Regions from separate parts of the Mus musculus genome. Here region 1 is linked to region 2. Evidence: chromatin contacts called from public promoter capture Hi-C data. All regions are on one chromosome and are shown on one strand. Each heading gives the region's core, a stretch centred on a gene start, on an enhancer-like site or on the middle of the called end of the contact. The rest is flanking DNA. Distances are from core to core; before and after follow the strand shown. Region 1 holds the start of 2610203C22Rik (RIKEN cDNA 2610203C22 gene). Region 2 holds the start of Cpa6 (carboxypeptidase A6).

Evidence for each region. Promoter capture Hi-C pulls out the DNA fragments that hold promoters and counts their contacts.
Region 1: a promoter capture Hi-C map of the HPC-7 cell line shows a contact between it and region 2, with 3 times the contacts expected there. The contact joins the promoter of 2610203C22Rik here to the promoter of Cpa6 in region 2. A contact is called at or near these places in 2 of 39 promoter capture datasets (the HPC-7 cell line and hippocampal neurons).

The regions. Positions count from the first base shown.
Region 1 is chr1:9,629,763-9,632,462 of GRCm38.p6, reverse strand. 2610203C22Rik (RIKEN cDNA 2610203C22 gene) reads left to right here and starts at 1,371. Exons shown (of 5, transcript NR_015470.1): 1 at 1,371-1,402.
Region 2 is chr1:10,718,590-10,721,289 of GRCm38.p6, reverse strand. Cpa6 (carboxypeptidase A6) reads left to right here and starts at 1,345. Exons shown (of 11, transcript NM_177834.4): 1 at 1,345-1,678. The coding sequence starts at 1,563.

The DNA.
Region 1 (2,700 bases), core at 122-2,621, 1.1 Mb after region 2:
AAAATAAATAAATATGTATTTATTCTTGTGCCATGTGTATGTGTTTTGCCTGAGTGCATATATGTGTACCAAGTACATGCCTAGTGCCTATGAAGTCGGAAAAGGGTGTGGAATCCCCAAAATATGGGTGCTGAGATCTTGGGTCTTCTGCAAGAGCAGCATGTTTTCCCCAATGCTGAATTGTCCCCATAGCCCTCACTGTGAGCTTCTTTAAATTCTCCTCTTTTTTCCATTGTTTTCTTTCTGCTGTCTCAAACTTCCACATCTCTTTCTCCATTTATTTCTTCTAGGATCTGTGTCCTGATCATTTCTTCTCACTCTGCTAAATTCTATTACTTTTAGATGACTTTTGCTTTTTGTCTTCTTTGAGAGAAGGCAGGATCTGCATTGCAAAGTGTAGCATTAAATTGTGAAGTGGGGGGGGGGGATGGCATGTTTCTGAAACCTTTGTCACAAATACAGGTTTCTTGGTGGAGGAGCCCCTTCCTTCTGGAGACCACCTCCACACTCAAAGAATAACTGAAGTGGGAACTGGGCCAGTGGTTTTATTTTCTGCACAAGCACCGCCAAAGCACAACAAAGAGGCTGGAAGTATCCCCAGGTGGAGGTATGTTCTCATGTCATCAGGAAGCCTACCTGCTTTCCCTGTACCCTGCCCCCTCTCACCACATGCCGCAGGGGATTTTTTTTTTTTTAAGTCAGAAAGGCTGGGGCATTGACCTGTGTTATGTACACTGTTTGTACTGTTGCCCTGGACACTGGGATGACAACTGAGCCACTGTCTTTCACAACTAGCTTGCTTACCTGCTGAGTAATGGGCTGGCTGAGGGCCCTTTTTGGCCTCCTTCCTTGGCTTCCAGCCTTTTGGAGGCACAAGCAACGTTTTCTTTCTAAAAGGAAATTTCGGCTCTCATCAGGAACATGAAGGCCTTTCTGACCTTTTAATCATCTATAGGGAAGATAAAAGTCCATCTTGGATGGAGGATCACATGAGCTGAGGTACTTTAAGCACTTAGCTCAGAGCCCACCACATGTAAACTACATACACCAGTGCCTGTTAACTGTCTATCTGTCTTCACATGCAACAGTCCACTGAACCCAGAGAGGAATCCCAGAAGATCTGTAGCTTTAACCTGAGGATTCAGAGGCTAGGAATAGAGCCTTTTACACTCCTCCTTGGGCTGGGAGAGCAGAGAGTAAGTAGCCAGAACAGGAAGCATCTTTCCTCTTCCTACTTCCCCTGAGCTCCATCTTTAGCCCTCTCCTAAGGAAGAGCATGACACAGATGCGGAAGCATAGTTTACAATAGCATCCAGCTGCAGAGCAGTCTGCTGGCAAGAGCCTGGACAGGCCCTAGAGAACGAAGAGGACGAAGATGACAAGCAGCTTTGAATTCCTTCTGGTATGTCTACAAAGTGACAAGGGTACAGGTCCACCTGTGTGTGTGGGTGTGTGTGTGTGTGTGTGTGTGTGTGAGAGAGAGAGAGAGAGAGAGAGAGAGAAGTGTCCTTTCATTTCTGAGGCATAAAGGGAGATCTCTGTAGATAAGAGGGCTCTCTCCTCCCTGCCTCCACACTGTCCCTGCTCCTCTGCAAGGACAGAGAATTTTCATGGAATAGTCTCCTGGATTTATGGCCGTGAGGCTTGTGTGTGAGACTACATAGCCTGCTTTCCTGGTGAGGTCACTGTTTCTTGAGTTATTGTCTTGCTTTACTTGGCCTGCATGAATAACAAGAATGTGGTGCAGAGGGCTTATTTATGAAGTACCAAATCTCTGCCTGGTTATACCTTACCAAGCAAGCTTCCCATCAGACCTGACTCCTCAGGAGCACTTTAGTCCTAGGGTCTGGTTTGAAGTCTAGTGAGGCTAAATGAGCAGGGCTGGGCCTTCTTCCTCCGAGTTGGAGCAGACAGACAAAAGCCTGTGGTCTCCTAAGCCAATGCACTTTGTAGGTTTCAGTTGAGGACTAATTTTGCTGGTAGGGAATGCAGGCAGGAGGCCAAAGGCAGCAGTTGGCAGCAAGTAGACTCTTTTGAATTCAAAAGAGTCGTCACCACCCACATCTTGCTTCTGAGCCAAGCAAGGGTCACTGGCCCGGACTGACCTGGCACACTGGGTGACCACCTGGGGCTGCAGGATCAGCCCAAATGCTACAGTGGGAAATGGAGAGCCTTGTGTTCAGCCGCCCTGGAGCCCTTCCCCTGCCCACCTTCTTCTGAGAGAGAACCCTGGACCCTGGCTCAGGAAATGATTCTATTTTCAGTTCCTGCCTGGCTGGCTGAATCACTCACTGCTCGCCACCCGTCCCTGCTTCTTCTGAATGGGGCGGATTATCACACCATATGTTAATGCAATTCACAATTTGCAAAGCCCGGTTAGGCTTGGGCTCTGTTGAGTTTTCATCAGCCGGTGAGGTAGATCGGGTAGGTAATTTAATTTGAATGCAAAATAGAGGTTCAAAGAAACTCAGGCAGCAAGGAGGCTCACCACTGTGAGGTGGGGTCTGGCACCCGGCTTCTCACTTGGCAGCAGTTTCTACACTGTCAGGGGTTCACAGCTCTTGGGCTGAATGGCAGGGGACCCTGCTAACAGTTTCCTGTCTTCTTTATAGAGGACATTTGCTTCAGAAGGGTGTTAGGCTGTGGGAGTGCAAAGAATTTAAAATCTTACTTTCTAGTCTCAAATTGAGTCTCAGATTC
Region 2 (2,700 bases), core at 96-2,595:
AGTAGAAGTTATGGGGAAGGGTTATGCTTCCCCCGCAGTGTGGGGTGCAGGAGTTCTGGAAGCTTCACAGGGATGATCGACTGCAGTAAAGCCACTGGAGCTCACTGTCTGCTTAAAAAGCACCAGTGCTCAGGAAAAAGCTGACAGGCTGTGTCCTCACACCCTCAGAGCTAAGGCAAAGCAAACCCGCAATGTGGGGTTTCTGGGTGAGTAGATGTTTGTGGCTGCTAAGAAAATTCTGAGCCAGTTCCTTCACTAAAACCATGGGAAATTTCCATTGGGAAATGGCTTGCTCCGAGGTTTCTTGATTTGTGTTCCCTCCCCCACCACAGTCTAGGAAGAGGAGAAAAAGCATGGCTCCTTCTAAAAATCAAGACTTGCTGCTATACCAAGTGTGGCTGAGGGGCCTCCACATGAGCCCTCACCCTGAAACACTTCATAAATGACAGAATTTCCCACTTGGCAGCAATCCTCTTCAGAATGAATCAGTAATTTGTAGGCGCTAGAAGTTTGACAAGCCCTGCTCTAAACCAGCTTGGGACTCACTGAGTGAGCTGGTCCCTATGTGCACCAGCACTCACCCCCCCCCCCCCCAGTGGCACCTGTCTCTTCCCACACCCTTCAACACTGGGATCACAGACCTGCACCCTGAGGATTGGCTTTTACACAGATGCTGGAGATCTGGACCTGAGTCCTCATGCCAGTTATTTCATTCACTGAACCACCTCCCCAGTCACTGGGGCAGCTTTTTCAATGACAGATGCCATCCTTCTGCATTCTGATTGAAAGGCTCACCTTCCCTAAATGATTCCAAATGTGCAACCAAGGTCACAAAGCCCTGGGAGGCTTCCCCATCCTTCAAGAAACTGTTCAGCAGCCACAAATATGGGTCCTGCTAGTGCAGAATGAATACCGAGAGCTCCTAGCAGGCTAGCAGTCCCTCTGTTTGTCCACATATAGTTACAAGCCAGAATGAGGCCAACATCTCACATCCAGATGCCTAAGCCTCCTCCTTCACACGTGAAGTTCCTTTCACTGTGGGTTTCAATCTGGAAAACCTGTGTGGAAATCTGTTGTGGCAGAACAAATCATTAAGCCTGGAATGTGTCTGCCAGCTTGTATGTCTCCTACATACTGTTGGCAATTAAGATAAGGTCCCTATGCTATCAAGGCAGCAGAGAAAGAACGGTTATACAAAAGACTTAGTGATCTTCAATAGGCAAACAGACAAACCAAAACCAGAGAAGGGTTACCCACAGGCTATAGCACCCTGCAAAGTCTGCCTGTGAGTCAGCTCAGGGAGGCCCAGCCCCTTCAGGAGAGCCTGATTTAGGATCGGCCCCTGCTTCCAGGCTGGGCTGGGCTGCATTTCCTCACAAGACCCAGTCTTAATAGCAACTCCCTAGCTGCCTAAAGTGTCACATTTTGCTCATTCCCAAGCCTTCTCCCCCACCCCTTTCCCAGACAACTTGCTGGTGAGCAGGGGGTGTTGTAAGCCACCTCCAGCCTCTTCCTTTGGTGACTGCTGTTAAGCAACTTTCAGCTCCTCTCATTGCAATAGTATGAACTTCCTCGGGAATCCCAGGAGCCACACAGCAGCTTTTCTGCCGGTTTGCTGGCTCCTTTTGAATATTCTGAAACCTGGGCACTGCCACTCTTACGACAACCGCTATGCTGGGTAAGTGGAGCCAACTTCTTGTCCTGCGAGGCTTTGCTTGTATGAGAGGGGTGTTGTTTAGCCCCCATGTGCCTCACCATTTTGTTGTTTGTGGTTTCTGTGTGACTGAGGGCTTCAGAGTCCCCTCCATAAAATGTATAAACAGCATCCAGTATTGGTTCAGTTGGCTGAGAACGTATTGTAGACAATAGTCTGCTATCATACTGTTTAGAGTGTCCCAGCCACAGCTGGGGCCTCAAAATTCAATGGGAAAGTGTCTCTGGGGTGCTGTGGCTAGTATCTGCAGTATTTGCCTTGGTTGATGCTCAGCATAAAGAATACTGTTGTACCACATGAAATATGACCTAGAAATTAGTGTCCTTTAGAATGGTGCACTCACTTCAGCAGTGGGTTAAAATTTACCTGTGACTTATTGAAGAGCTGAATATGATTTTAAAAAAAATGTTAGTTCAGGGTGATTGTTAGATATTTCAGATCGACACAAAATAAGCAGAATAAAAGTAGTCAACTGTAAACATGCTGGTATTTTTAAGAAGAAGAAACCAGTTTTCCCCTCTCTGTAGGTTAGCAGGCTCTGAGAAGGCAATCTCAGGGAGGCCCAGAGCTGGGACTAAAGAAATGTACCACTGTGCACGCTCTTATTATCTTGAAGGCTTGCTGTGGCACAGACAGCGTGCGCTTGGCTCAGATTTGCAGAGTGCTGATTTTTGAATCTGGAAATTATAGAATGCCTGCATTTTAGAAAGGAACCTTAACTAGATCCTCTAGTTCAGTTGCTTAAAACCAAGGAGGAGAAGTGACATTACCGTACCACTCAGTTATCTCCAGTGGAAAAAAATTAGCATCCCAAAGAAAAGTTGCTCATTTTAGGACTTGTATGTGGAGCTTGTGAGAGTATGGAATGCAGAATTGTGTTTCTCTTTCTCTCCCCGAGGAACTGGAAGCTGCTTTTGTTTAGTAATCTTCCAAATACAGAATTTACAGGGAGACATTCACAAACATGATTTTAATTGGGGAGGGCA